2 separate regions of the Sus scrofa genome follow, and region 2 is linked to region 1. The links are chromatin contacts, called in public HiChIP or PLAC-seq maps. All regions are on one chromosome and are shown on one strand. The core of a region is the stretch at or near the end of the contact, and the rest is flanking DNA. Distances in the headings are between cores, read along the strand shown.

Evidence for each region. HiChIP or PLAC-seq counts read pairs in DNA pulled down with a chosen protein or histone mark.
Region 2: an H3K27ac HiChIP or PLAC-seq map of alveolar macrophages shows a contact between it and region 1. The contact joins two enhancer-like sites. A contact is called at or near these places in 8 of 47 Hi-C or Micro-C datasets (alveolar macrophages, blood, omental adipose tissue and 3 more) and 1 of 2 datasets of contacts at active chromatin or transcription factors (alveolar macrophages).

What each region holds. Positions count from the first base shown.
Region 1 is chr13:82,027,368-82,034,441 of Sscrofa11.1, forward strand. PXYLP1 (2-phosphoxylose phosphatase 1) reads left to right here. Exons shown (of 7, transcript XM_013982091.2): 4 at 1,325-1,483; 5 at 2,252-2,378. Among named protein-coding and RNA genes, the nearest start is that of PXYLP1, 80 kb to the left of the region's middle. Within about 2 kb of position 5,599, at least 5 of the 83 cell types and tissues checked have an H3K27ac peak or open chromatin away from gene starts, as enhancers often do. A contact at or near this core is called in alveolar macrophages, where this site is marked.
Region 2 is chr13:82,298,866-82,305,871 of Sscrofa11.1, forward strand. RASA2 (ras GTPase-activating protein 2) reads left to right here. Exons shown (of 24, transcript XM_021069545.1): 6 at 1-52; 7 at 1,716-1,788; 8 at 5,546-5,622. Among named protein-coding and RNA genes, the nearest start is that of RASA2, 72 kb to the left of the region's middle. Within about 2 kb of position 4,781, at least 3 of the 83 cell types and tissues checked have an H3K27ac peak or open chromatin away from gene starts, as enhancers often do. A contact at or near this core is called in alveolar macrophages, where this site is marked.

The DNA of each region.
Region 1 (7,074 bases), core at 4,349-6,848:
TCCTCTTTCCTCTCCTCATTTGTTGATCTGGCTTGTCTCCTTATCTTCATTTTCTTCCATGTAGACAGAGGCTGTTTGTTCACGGAGGGACAGATGGCTGGAGCAGCCCAGGGTTTTCTTTTTTCTTTTCTTTCTTTTTTTTTAAATTAAGAAGATTTTTATTTTTATTTTTTGGCCATCCTGCAATATATGGAGTTCCCAGGCGAGGGATCAGATCCAAGCCACAGTTGTAACCTACACAGCAGCTCTGACAAGGCCAGATCTTTAACACACTGTGCCAGGCTGGGGATCGAACCTGCATTCCAGTGCTCCAGAGATACTGCCGATCCAGTTGCACCACAGTGGAAATTCCTTTTTTTTTTTTTCGATTAAAAATTTTTTGTTTTAGTTGCACCTGTGGCGTGTGGAAATTCCCAGGCCAGAGATCGAACACACACCACAGCAGTGACCCAAGCTGCCGTAGCAACAATGCTAAATCTTTGACATGCCGTGCCACAGAACTCCTAGCCCCAGGTTTTCATTCTTAGAGATCAGCGTCCAGGAGAAAAGAAACCTTTCTTCTCTCTCAAAGGGGCAAGACATCGTGATTGACAATTCAGCCAAACCACATGAAGGGGGAGGGGAGTTGTTCACCAACAGATAGAGGGGTGCTAGATGGACAAGCGTAACAGACTTCAGGGCCCAGGCATGACATCCGGCAGGTGGTGGGGGAGAACCTGGCCTGGAGGCAGAGATGTGAGCTTGAGGTGACTTTCCATCCACTGTGTACACCATGGGCAGCTGCCACAGCCTCCCCTTGGGTCTGTGTCTCTTGTGTCTAAAATGGTCTCTTAAGGATTAATGAGCAGATGCCTGTGACTGGGCTCAAGGGGCCACAGAATGCAAAACAGGTGTCATTAAGTGAGCTACGTCATACGTGTCTAGCACTTTGTAGGCTCAATAGGTGATAACTTTCTGCCTTAGTATTTTCTGGAATTCAAAGGGTGTTCATGATGAAGTAATCAGGGTGCATAAAGTTAGTGTGTAAATTCTTCCTTTACCACATGGGCGAGGCCCCCTTTCCCTGCGTGACCCATCTGGTGTTGCATAGATAATTATTGATGACAAGAGGGTAATGGCATTGTGAAAGAGGCAGGGCCTGGAGGGGGCTCAAGAAACACTTCTTGAATGGGAAGCAGACTTGTTGCAACTCTGAAGTCCAGCCTAATTCAGAGAGAGAAGATAGTTGCTCATGGTGAAAATCCAGCTGCCCTCTGGGCCCCTCCAGCCAAACTGCGCCTTCCCCAGACCATGCATGTCGTGACCTGCTTTGCTTTCCCCGCAGTCCACCTGATCCCGGTGTCGGTAGCTAAGAATGGAGTGAATGGCAAGAGTCGAAAGAGAATCATGCCCGACCCGGTGACGGAGCCCCCTGTGATGGACCCTGTTTACGAAGCTCTTCTGTACTGCAACATTCCAAGTGTGGCCGAGCGCAGCATGGAAGGTAGGCCTGGCTGCGCTGCCCAACTGGGTACCATCTTCCCGAAGCATCTAAGGAGCTAGAAGGCCAGGGCCCAAATCCTGCACTTGCACAGGCTGTGCCCTTGAATGAGTTCCCAGGTCAGTTTCCTCTCTTGTAAAGTGGGAGTAACTAGCAGTACCTCCTCACAGGGCTGCTGGGAGGATTGAGTAACCGCCTTGAGTATCATGAGGCTCGCGATAAGCCCTCCACAAATGTTTGCCATCATCCTGATTCTCTAATGAGACAGCAGGATGGAAAGATGGCATCATCGGGCTCTAGGGTGTCACCTTGGCCAATCCCTTTCCCGGGCAGGCTCTCTCAGGGCCTAGGACCTCCACAGCATGCCCCCTGGTGTCTTGCAGTAAAAATTTAGGAAAATGATTTCCATGTTGAGATTTGCTTTTTGGAAAGTATATAAAAGAATGATGTTGCATATGGCAGAAGTCACTGTTGCCAGTATTTCTGTGGGCCTCCCCCTAGTCTGTGGAAGTGTTCGAGGCTCCATGAATAGTCTTCTCCACATTTCACTGGCCTCCACCCCCAGCCACACTTCCAGAGCCTCCCAGTGACTTCCAGAGGTCTGGGACACAGCCAGCCCTCTCGCATTCCTCTGCCCTGCCTTATGAGGCTCATCAGAGGCCCCCCACCCAGAATGGAACCCTTCCACCATGGTCACCCCTTCCTGCCTCTGCAAGGTAAAAGGGCTGGACCCTTCCCGGGTAATCCTGACCATGTGCTTCTCTCCTGCAGGTCACGCTCCGCATCATTTTAAGCTGGTCTCCGTGCACGTGTTTATCCGACACGGAGACAGGTACCCACTGTATGTCATTCCCAAAACCAAGCGCCCAGAAATTGACTGCACTCTGGTGGCTAACAGGTAAATTGCACTTTTCCTAAAAGTCATTTTCAAGAATCTGTTGTCCCTGAATCAAAAGGCTGACTGGAGAATTACAGGATGGGGAATGGCCTGCACTTGACAGTGAGGGCTGTTGGCCAGGAATATGATCTTCAGAACCATTCTGCAGGTTAATCCCATTTCACACTTGAGAGGACAGAAGCCCAGAGAGGTGAGGACACCTTTTTTAAGGCCACACAGCAGATAAACTGGGATTTGAGCCCAGGCCAGTCTGTTGTCTGCAGGCTCCCACCCAGCTGTTCTTCAGGGTGAGAAACATCTGGGACATGGTGCAGTGAGCACTGGGTTAGGAGTCCTGGGACCCCTTGGCCATTCCGTTTAGAGTAGCAGCTAAGACCCTTAGTCTCACTAAGCCTCAGTCTTCTGTCTGTAAAATGGGGGTGACGATGCTGACCGTGTGGGGTTGGGGTGAGGAGTAGGTGGGATGAGAGGAGGATGCACGTTACCAGTTGCAAAGCCACACACATGGAAGACATTCCTTCTGCCTTTTCATTCTTCATGGGAGTAGAGACAGCCTGTTCTCAGTTGAGAGGCCTTTGGATGAAAAATACTTGGAAAGAGAAAAGAAAGTGTGCATGTGGAAATGGCAAGGCTCTTTATAAAATGAGAGGCACAGTTAGCAATAAAGTGATGGGCCAGGCCTCAGCAAATGGTTTGGAGGCACGTAACACCCCAAGTAGCATTTACTAATGAGGAGAGGAAACGGGGGGAAGTGCTCGGTGGGGAAGACATTATTTTGATGGGGTGCCTTGAGTGCCACCTTGCCCCAGGTGGTGCCAGCCTGCTGGAACTATGCATTGCCTCCCTGCAGTCTGGCTGTCAGTTTACAGTGGGCTGTGGTGTGGACCCAGGAGTTCCAGGTTCATCTTTTGCATCTCAGCCTTCTTATTGTCTAATATCCTGGGGAAGATGAAGTGAATCATTTTATGTAAAAACATCATGAAATACCGTGTGACTCTAGCCTTTCATTTCCTGCTGGAGGTCACGAAGTTGACAGCCTTATTTTTCTATGTTCAGCAATCATGGATGCATGTCCTCTTGTTCCAAGGGCTGGAAAACACCCTAGGTCGAGTCCAACCTGCACAGACGCTGGCTCTCTTCCTCATCTCCAGCCCTCTCTACCAGCCTTTCTGCTGGAACCCTCTGCCCCTGCCAACCACTGCCTGCCAGCCCTTCCCCCTTTAGGCCTTTGCACCTGCCGTTTGGCTTGCTGGCCCCCTCCTCTAGATCCCTCCAGGCCTCCTGAGATAGAACCCCTCCTAGGAAACTCCCTGTGTGTTAGGAGGGATCCTCTGCTTATATTTGGCACTGCCACCACCTCACTCAACCCGAAAAGCAGGGTATATGGGAAGGATCCCAGGACAAAATATTTAATGACCAGACCTCAGCTGGCTTTAGGACTAGGGGAAAGGTGCTGTGCTGGTGGTGTGCTTGCAGCCTTTAGTTTCTGGGCTAGAGCATCCAGAGTGGCGGGAGAGCACAGGGTGGGATGAAGGGAGGGCAGCTCAGGGAAGTGGCTTTGCTCCACCGGGCACAGCAGAGCATTAGCGTGTTAACAACTGGCACAGCCCTGCCATTGCTCACTGGATATCTGCCCTTTGAACAGTGACCTGGCTGGACTACTAGGCCTCTGAGCTGGCCGGACATAGGGCAGCCTCAGAACTCTGTGGGTGGTACCATGCTTCAGCCCAGGCAGCTCACAGCTTCTGCCCCCCTTTCTCTTGTTGGACTTCAGATTCCCAGGTGTGAGAATGGGTCTGTCCCTAGACCAGTCAGTGGTTGCTGGCAGGCACCTGGGCACCAGGAGGCCTCTGGAGGCCACTTAGTTGTTCCCAGGGACGGGACCCATGGGGTGGGGCCACTGGGCAGCTCACAGCCATCCCTGGGGTACTCTGCAGCTTGTCTGCCCGGCATCGTTCTCTCTTCCCTCCACTCACCACCAGCTCTCAGGGCACCGAGTCTCACTCCTTCCTGTATCACTGTGCCCAGCCCGAGCCCACATGTAATCGTTGTTGGACTGGGTCCATTGCAGAATGAACTCAGGACCTCAGTGAGAATCACAGGTCATCATTGCTTTGTGTATCTATTGTAGTAGATTTGAACCTCAGCGGTGAAATCGTCTAAAGCCGTGGTCACCTATTTGATGGAAGGCAAATCCCTTCACCTCTCTGAGCCTCAGTGTTTTGTTCTGGAGCAGGGGATAGTAATACTTCCCTAAAATATCCCTCTGAAATCCAACTAAGGTGATGGGGTAAAGCTCTGAGCCTGATCTCCACTGAAAACTTGATAAGTGGTGTTTTATTTATCACCACAGCCTGGAGTCTTCCAGGCCCAGACTCTTCCTCTCTCAGTTGTGGTCATAAAGCCAGGCCAGCTCCCAGGGCCGCTGTTCTGCCCCAGCAATGGCAGGGCCCTGTTTCTGGAACTCCCACTTGAGGGGCGAATGTCCTGGGGACCAGCTGCTCTGGCCACCTCTGTCCTCATTTCCCTTCGCCTTGATCTTTTGGCCTAGTTCTGTGTTATTCAGCGTTCTGTATTTTTAGAAGCTACTTTCAGGCCTTTATAGAAAATGGGTGGGGTATGCATGTTTAATTAATTAATGGCATTTAATGAATTCCAGCTTTAAAAACAATCGAAGTTGACTTGTCACTATAAGCACACATTTCTGGGTAAGAGTGAACAGGACTCCCAGCAAAGGGGACCCACTTTGGGCCTCTGAATCTCCTGTGACTGTGGGATTTGGGTCACCAGCTATGCCTGCTGCCTTCGCAGGTGCCAGTTCAGCCTCACGAGGCTTCATAAATTGTGGCCTCTTTGAAGGCTGTATGTCCTGAAGTGTGCCCATGACTCCTGCCTGCCTTGTGAAGGAGCCTGTCTGGGCCAGCAAGGGTGGGGGTTTGCAAGAAGCAGAATCAGTATAGCCAGACGCCCTGCTGTTTCCCTTCACAGGGACGCCTTCCATGACTCTCAACGTCTTTGTAGGGGAAGCTGCCTCTGTGTAGCTGTGGGGCTCAGGAACATGGTCTTGCTGTGAGACAGAGGTTGATTTGACAGTTCAGCATGTATGTAGATGGCAGGTGAAGCTGAGGCTTGCATAGTAACACACACACATAGCCTGTGGAGCGAGGGAAGGGCCAGAAACAGTCCTATGAGAGCCGCAACCAGTTATAGCCCAGAGAGAAAGGAGGGGCCCAGGAGGAGATGGTGAATTTGCAAAGAGGAAGAAGGCAGGAGGGTTTCAGGAAGGGGAAGGAAGGCGGGTAATCACGTCAAATAGAGCAAAAAAAAAAAAACTAGGAACCTAAAGACTAAAGAAAGTATATTATCTTTTTTGTTTATAAAAATATAATACATTCTTGAATTAACGTAAATGGTAAAAACTTATTCCAGTGTCCAGTCACATAAAGTTTTTAAACTTTTTTCTGATAAAAGTGTCACTAGTCTTTTGCTATTTTTTTAGGGCCGCACCGGTGGCATTTGAAGGCTCCCAGTCTAGGGGACTAATTGGAGCTACAGCTGCCGGCCTACACCATAGCCACAGCCACAGCCACATCAGATCGGAGCCTCATCTGTGACCTACACCACAGCTCACAGCAATGCCAGATCCCCAACCCACTGGGCAAGGCCAGGGATTGAACCCACAACCTCATGGTTCCTAGTCAGATTTGTTTCCGCTGCTCCAAGACAGGAATTCCCAGGGTCACTAGTCTTATACCTCTTCTCGGCTTGTTTCAGTGTTCTGTGCAGAATTCAGTAGTTGCTTTGATTGTGACCAAAGCACAATGTTTTCTTATAGGCGTGTAGATTAGCCTTCTGTCCCAAACTTTGTGGCATAAATGGGTATAAAAAATGTAAATAAAATGCATATAGAAATGTAAATAAGAGCTCTGCAGTGAATTGTTTGAAGGCCTAAGGTAGTAGCACTGCTGGTTCTTTCAATTTCCAAAATGAAAGTAGAATTCCAAGGCGAATACATGGGTTTTTCCTGAAGAAAACTCATAATCATTTCTGTGTTAGTTAGGGTAAGGCCAGGCTGCATGCTGTTATAATAAAGAGAGCCAAGGATGCATTGCCTTGGATTACAGAGGTTTATCTCTTCCTTGCATGAAGGTCTGAATGAGTGTTCCAGGTTGTATGACTTGGTTCCACCTGGTCATTCAGGGTCCCGGGTTCTTTCCAGGTTGTTTCCACCATGCCCTAGGGATGTCTATGTGACTGAACCTTGGTTGCAGCTGTGCCTGAGCAGTGGCCAGAGGGAAGGAAGAGAGTGTGGAGGGGGCATGTCCATGATCTGAAAGCCTAACATCCTTCCATTCCATTAGTGAATACTTAGTCACATGGCCCCCTGAACCAGGACCTCAGAAATGGGATCTAACCAAGTTCCCAAGAAGAGAAGAATAGATTTTAGTGTATAACTGTTGAAGAAAAACCAGAGCCAGACAGTAGACAAAGCAGTAAAAACAGTAGGGGTAGAATTGGGCTCAATTCCAAATGCAGAATGAACAAATGGGGCCTTACAGCCAAGGAGCAGGGTGTGGGGGGGTGGTCAATGGATGGAGAATTACTCAGAGGAGATATCAGGGGTGAGGGGTTCTGGCTAAACTGACTCCACAGGCATCTTGCTGAAGGCAGACTAGGGTGATCAGATACCATGGGG
Region 2 (7,006 bases), core at 3,531-6,030, 270 kb after region 1:
ACGGACAAAGCTGTGACCCTTATGCAACAGTTTCTCTAGTGGGCCCTTCTCGGTAATGCTTATTGAATTATTATTAGATTTTTATTGACCTGTTTTTTATCATTAGATTTTTAAGTTTAAGAATTACAAAACTAAGGTTCTAAGAGCACATGCCAAATAGCTATTTAAGACGCAAAAGTAATGAATGCTTTGAAAGAAAATTCTTCAGTTAGTTCTGTTATATACTTGCAAACAACCATCTCCTGTTTTTATAAAAGAAAATGAGTGCCATTTCAAATTTGCCATACTTTTAGGCTGTGGGGAGCAGCCTCAGTTTTATAATAATTAAAGTTTACTTTAAAACATAAACTTGACCTTCTTCATTCATCATCAGCCTTCCTACTTTCAAATGTCTTAGATTTTATTGTAGGTAAGATCCTGTTTTAATAAATGCTAGTTTACAATAGCAAGGAAGTTTCCATATTTTTATCTGGAAAGCAGCTCAGGACTAAAAATACCTTTTCTGCTCATGACATCTGTGTTCTACAGAGAGATTTCCAAGCTGTAGATAAACTGCTAAAGTACCAGAACATGGTGAAGTACTCTGTATCTTTTGATTTAAATTATTTATGATAATTTATGGAAAATCTATAGTACTTTGTAGTATTTTCTATTTTATAATTTCATTATAGTTTCTTTCAGAGTCTGACTAGTCTGAAATTGGTCTACAACTTGAAGGTTTAGAATCAGGAAACAATGAGTATAATGTTCCCTCTACAGAAATACACACACACAGACACTGCTTCTTCCCAACCCCAACCTCTCTATGTATTCTTATTTTGTAGAAAATCACCAGTAAGTCACTTTGAAAAATGTTTTTGTCTCCCCTGTTTATGTAAAGTACTAGCACCATGCCTGATACTTACTAGGTTCTCAAACAATAGTGTCTATTATTATTATAGATGATTTTAAATTTAAAAGCAGATACTCAGTCCTATAACATGCTGTCAGATGGATTTAGTTTTGTATGTTAAAAGTGTTTAATCCAGTGGAGCTGTTTTTGGTTTTTGTTCTTGTATATAAGCTGTACCTGACAAATTCTTTAGTGTAATTATTTAGTAATGTACAGATAGAAACTATCTGGCATATGAATTAGTTTTTAAAAAGTCACCATTGGTTTTGATATTGTACTGTGTGGTATAGGATGTTATCATTGGGGGAGGCTGAGGAAGGGCTACATGGGACTTCCCTGTACATTTCTTTGCATCCTCCTCTGAATCTGCAATTATTTCAAAATAAAAAGTTGTTTTTAAAAAGCCACATTATAGCCGAATCCCAAGAAGTAAACTGAGTTAAGAATGCTTTTCGTGTTCCTTGGGCATTTTTCAGCATAGATAAAGGTACTCTGAATTTCATTGTCTTCCTTTTACCATTTATTTTAAGTTGCTTATGTAATGGAATGTGTTATTTAAAAACCCTTGAAGTAAACTTGGCAGTATAGCTGTGGCAAGAATAATAAAATCTTGGCATACATCAGATATACAAAACTTGTATTCTTTGGTTTAAGTGTTTAGAGCACTCAGGTTATTTTTTTCCTCAAGTAATATTGAAAGCTACAGTCTTCCCTGAGTCGTCTTAACAGTTAAACAGAGGTCAGCTCCCTGGTTGGAAATAGCATGTTTTATAATTGTGTACTATTAAGTTCTACAAGGTAAAACTCTACCACATTGGAACAGGAATGACCAAAAGAAGACAAAAGTAAAGAAGAAAACAAGCAACCCGCAGTTTAATGAAATCTTTTATTTTGAGGTAACTTTTTGTTTTATTTAAATGTTAACATGAAATATTGAATATTGAATGCTGATTTACTTATTTTTTCAAATTTGGGCCATGGTCATAATTTTATCATCTAATGCAACTAAGCATCTCTTTCCCGAAAGCAATAGAATCATGGTTTAAGACAGCGGAGGCCTAGTGCATAAAACAATGGCAGAGCTCTGATTGATTTCAGGATGGAGAGGTCTAGGACCACATCCACTCTTCACTCATCATCAGTATCACACCCTTTCACATACACTCTCATCTGATCCAGCCTGTCTGCATGTGCAGTGACACTAGGACTCTTCTGCACAATACTCTTTGAAAACCGCTAGTGAAATAAGTACATTATCACTTGGTAGATCTGAGCTCTAGTCCCAGTTGTGTTTGAACAAATCACTACATAGGAGACTCAAATTTCTCATCCTGTGAAAGGAAAATTTTGTAAGAGAAAACAGTAGCAGTCCTTCCTAACTCATAGAGTTTTAATGAGGTTCAAATGTGACGGTTCTTTGAGACTATAAAGTACTGTATGATTAAGGCCTTACTATTAAGTTCTTTTTAGATAAATTGCTTGATGGACACATGCTTGTTTTCATAGAGAACTTGAGCTGCCTTGAAGTTGCTCCAGATATAGGGTTTTTGAGTTCTTTATGTGGAACATTTGTTAAAGAAATCCTTTTTCATATTATTTGAAAACTACAGGAAAAAAACAAAAATAATCAAGTGCTGTATTCTAGATTGTGTTCTAACCATAGAATATGTTGCATTTGAGATTTGACATGTAGGGAAGATTTGAAAAAGTTACGTTTCGTGTTTTTCCTTGTGTGTTTTTCTTTATATTTCAAAGTGAAGAGAGTGAGGGTGCATCTAGCCATGCCTGATTACTGCGCTTTTTTTTTTTTTTTTTTTGCTTTTTAGGGCCCTATCTGTGGCATATGGCAGTGGCAGTTCCCAGGCTAGGGGTCAAATTGGAGCTACAGCTGCCAGCCTGCATCACAGCCATGGCAATGTGGGATCCAAGCTGCATATGCGACCAGTACCACAACTCACAGCAAAGCCGGATCCATGACCCACTCAGTGAGGCCAGGGATCGAACCTACATCCTTATGAATCCTATTTGGATTTGTTTCCTCTGTGGCACAACAGAACTTCTGATTACTGTAATTTAATAAAGGAACACCGCTGAGAATGCCAAAATTGAAGTAGGAAGAATTGTTGGGGGTGGAAGCAAGGGAGAAAGAAAAGCAAAGGAAAATGTACCAATGTGAGACCTTTCCATTTCCTGGCTAAGGACTTACTTAGTTCAGTTGTTCTATATTTTAAAATGGCTGTTACATCTAACCTGGAGAAAACAGAAAAGGGACAACTTGCAGCAGCAAGCAGATGGTCCTCTGAAAGTCAAGGCCTGACCTGTTTGCTATATGCATGCATACCTGTTAGGCCTTGAAACATTCATTCAAAGGGCCCTTTGTTGAGTTGATTATAAAGTTCAACCTCTGATCTCTAGCTAGAGCAAGAGACCCAGTGCATGCACATGCATACATACATGCAGCAGAAAAACGCAGTAGTAGATTTTGGAGAGCTCTGCTCCTGCTGAGTGGAGCCAAAGGAAAGAGTATTAGAGAAGGAACATTTTGAGCAGAGACATAGAGTCGGAAAAGCAGTTATGTCCAAAGAGTAGCAAGTAGTGATTTGACTAAAAAGGAGTGATGGAACTGAGCTTGAAAAGATAAAGTAGGACCAACTAATGAAAGGCCTTGAAAGCCAAGCTGACGTGCCATGTTACCCACTGAATGTTTTTTAGCTGGGAGGTAATAAGAGTAATGCAGTGTTTTGGGAAGAATTAACCATGGTCTGTGGGCTAGATGGCTGAGAGAGAGAGAACAGAGATCAAGAGAATATTGTAGTTTAGGTGTTTTTTAAAAAAAGGAAAAAGCGGAGTTCCTGTCTTGGTTCAGCGGTAACAAACCTGACTAGTATCCATGAGGACTCAGGTTTGATCCCTGGCTTCACTTGGTGGGTTAAGGATCTGACGTTGCCGTGAGCTGTGGTAGGTTGCAAACTCAGCTGGGATCCATTGTTGCTGTGGCTGTAGTGTAGGCCGGCAGCTGCAGCTCCAATTTGACTCCTAGCCTGGGAACGTCCATATGCCACAAGTATGGCTGTAAAAAGGGGGGTAAAAAGAAAGGAAAAAGCAAGAGGGAGGCAGGGGTCTGATCTAAGAGAATAATATGGAAATAGGAAGAAACGAATGAGAAAGAAACTGCAAATGGCAAGGTAACAAATCAGTTATAGCAGAAAAGGTAAAAGAAGTCAAATGTTCTCATGATTTCAAATCTGGAAAAATAGAAAAGTTAAGAAGGAAAACATAAGTGGTTCAGTTTGGGGCATAATGAGCTTGAGGTTTGACATGTAAAGTCTTCCCATAGGAAGTTCATAACTAGGATGCGTGATGGTTATAGATAAAGAATCAAGAATTGCTTGCAGAGAGTCAAGAAAAAGCCAGGGAGCAGAGGTATATAATAAAGAAGAAAAGTAAAGAAGCTCAGTTTTGCCACATATTAAGTATTCAGCTTTGAGTATGTCTCTTAATTTCTGTACTTTAGCTTCCTCATTTTCAAGATGAGGGTAATAAATCTAGCCCTGCCTGCTTCAGAGCAGTGTTCTGATGAACACAGGAGATAATGGACGTGAAAGCACTTTGTAAACTGCACAGCACTGTGCAGCTCTTAGAGCAAAATGAAAGATAAAACCTGGAGAACACCCATATCTCTAAGTTTCGAGGAAGAAGAGGTACCAGAGAAAGAAGCAAAGGGAGCGGAAGTAGCCAGGATAGTGCCTCTGTAAACGCAGGAAAAGGGTATCTTGGGGAAAAGGGAGTATGACTCTATGGTCACTCATTCAGATAAAGGGGTCAAGGAAGGTGAGAACTAAGAATTCATCATCAGACTTGGTGATTAAGAGAGGGTTTTAGGAGGGTGATGTGTGAGGAAGCCAGATTGTAAGGAGTTTCTGTAGTGAGTGGGTGGTGAGGAAGTGGAGGCTGTAAGGATGGATAACAGTTTTGAGATATTTGTCTGTGAAAGGAAAGAGATAGGAAGACCGTAATTTAAGGGGAGAATTTTTCTCAGACTCGAGTGAGGTGAACAGTCTGGTAAAGAAAGCTGTAATTAAAATAGATTGAATGCTTACTGTATGCTTACTGCATCCTGTGTGTGGGTGGAGCAGTCTTAGAAAAGAGGAGGATCATCTCATGCTCTTGTTCAGAAGAGGATGAGAAAACTCATCAAGTAACGACAGGGCTAGGTGAGAACAGACGTGCTCAGGTGGACAGTAGTTGAGGAAGTTCCTGCGGTGGCCTTGATACTTTCGGTAAAAATGTGAGAAGGAAGTGTGAGGGTGGCATTGGCATCTTAAGAAATGTGGGAAAGTCTTCACTGAAATAGAATGCTTTTACTCTGAGTCACCGACAGATTACATGCAAGCCAGAGAACCCAGTGTTGCTGTGTATCAAACTGATAAGGAAGGGTATGGAGGCAAGATTGATTTTGATAGTTTTACACCACCTTACCTCTCTGCTACTTCCATAGCTATTCTTGTATTTAGCTTTTGAGTAAAATATTACTTAGGCATTTTCCTTTGTTTTTAATAAACGCTGTTGAACCTTTTAGGACTGGTAGTTTTGTAAAGTTCAGGTAGTGAAAAGGTATTTTAAAATTCTTATATTAAAATATTTTGTTTATAGGTAACAAGATCCAGTAGTTATACCAGAAAGTCCCAGTTCCAGGTAGAAGAGGAGGACATTGAAAAGCTGGAGATTAGGTATGTGTTTTGGGGTTTTACAGAATTAAATTTTTCTGTGCCAAAAGAAAATCCTAAATTTAACTGAAAAAGGTGAATCAAGCATAACAGAATTCTTTTTAGCAAGTTGATCAATGAAACTTACAAGGGAAAAAAACAAACTTAGAGGAACATGCATCTAATTTTAAATCCAGATTATCTTCAAATTCTGATTTCTTTGCAGAAATAGTCAAGGTGTATTTATTTTAAAAACAAAATGACCAGGAGTTCCCATTGTGGCTCAGCAGGTTAAAAACCTGACTAGTATCCATGAAGATGAAGGTTTGATTGGATTAGCTCCATGGGTTAAGGGTCCGGCATTGCTGCAAGCCATGGCATAGGTTGCAGATGCGGCTCAGATCTGCCATTGCTGTGGCTGTGGCATACTCTGGCAGCTACAGCTCCTATTCCACGCCTGGGAACTTCCATATGCCTCAGGTGTGGCCCCAAAGAGAAAAAAAACAAAACATAAAAAACCACAAATGATCTAACTTCCACCTATTATATTTTCAGTTTTCCCCAAATTTAATTGCTCTTAAATTTCGAAATCATAGCATAATGGATGCAAAGTATATATAGAAAAGTATATATTAGCCAATTTAGAAATAATTTTTTTATTCTTCTTAACATATCTGCTGTCTAACAGAAATTTCAGTGAGGTAAGAAGTCTTGTAAGATAATTCAACAGGTGCATGTGTTTGAAGTTTGCGTTATTTCCTAGGTCTTAAATATCTATGCTTTTTGGGAGGGGGAAAGTTTTGTAAATGCATGTATAGGTGTGGTGTTAACAGTGTGTTCATCTAAAGGATGTATTAATCACATGTTTGGAATGATCAGGTAATGTATTTGTCTAAATCACCAGTTTTTACATATTAACTGGTTTTAATTGAGAAAGAAACTGTAGTCTTGTGTTGGTTTCTTTTCTCAAATTCAAAAAAGTAACTGTATAATCCTTATTGCTATAGGTTGAAATAAAGCCTAGACTTTGAAACTAAGAAACTTAAGTGCTTTCTTTTAGATTAAGATAATTATGTACTTTCTGTGCTTTTAAGTAAAATCTACTGCAGTATTCTGCTTTCTTATTTTAGATAGGTATATGACAGTGCTAACTCTCTTATTTTTAAGCATGTAAGATTATGTGTCTGGTACTTAGGCCATTTAGTGTCTTTGCCATGAGCATCTTTGCTATAGATATTTCTGCCACAAACATTTTAGCTGCAGAACTAATTGGCTATAAGTCAAATTTGCTGTGAAAGATAAAATAACTGTCTGACAGTTTGGTTTCAACTGGTTGAAATGTGTTGGCATTTGTTCCAGTTGGTGACGTTATCGATAGCTTTATCGAGCTGATAGATGACGATGATTT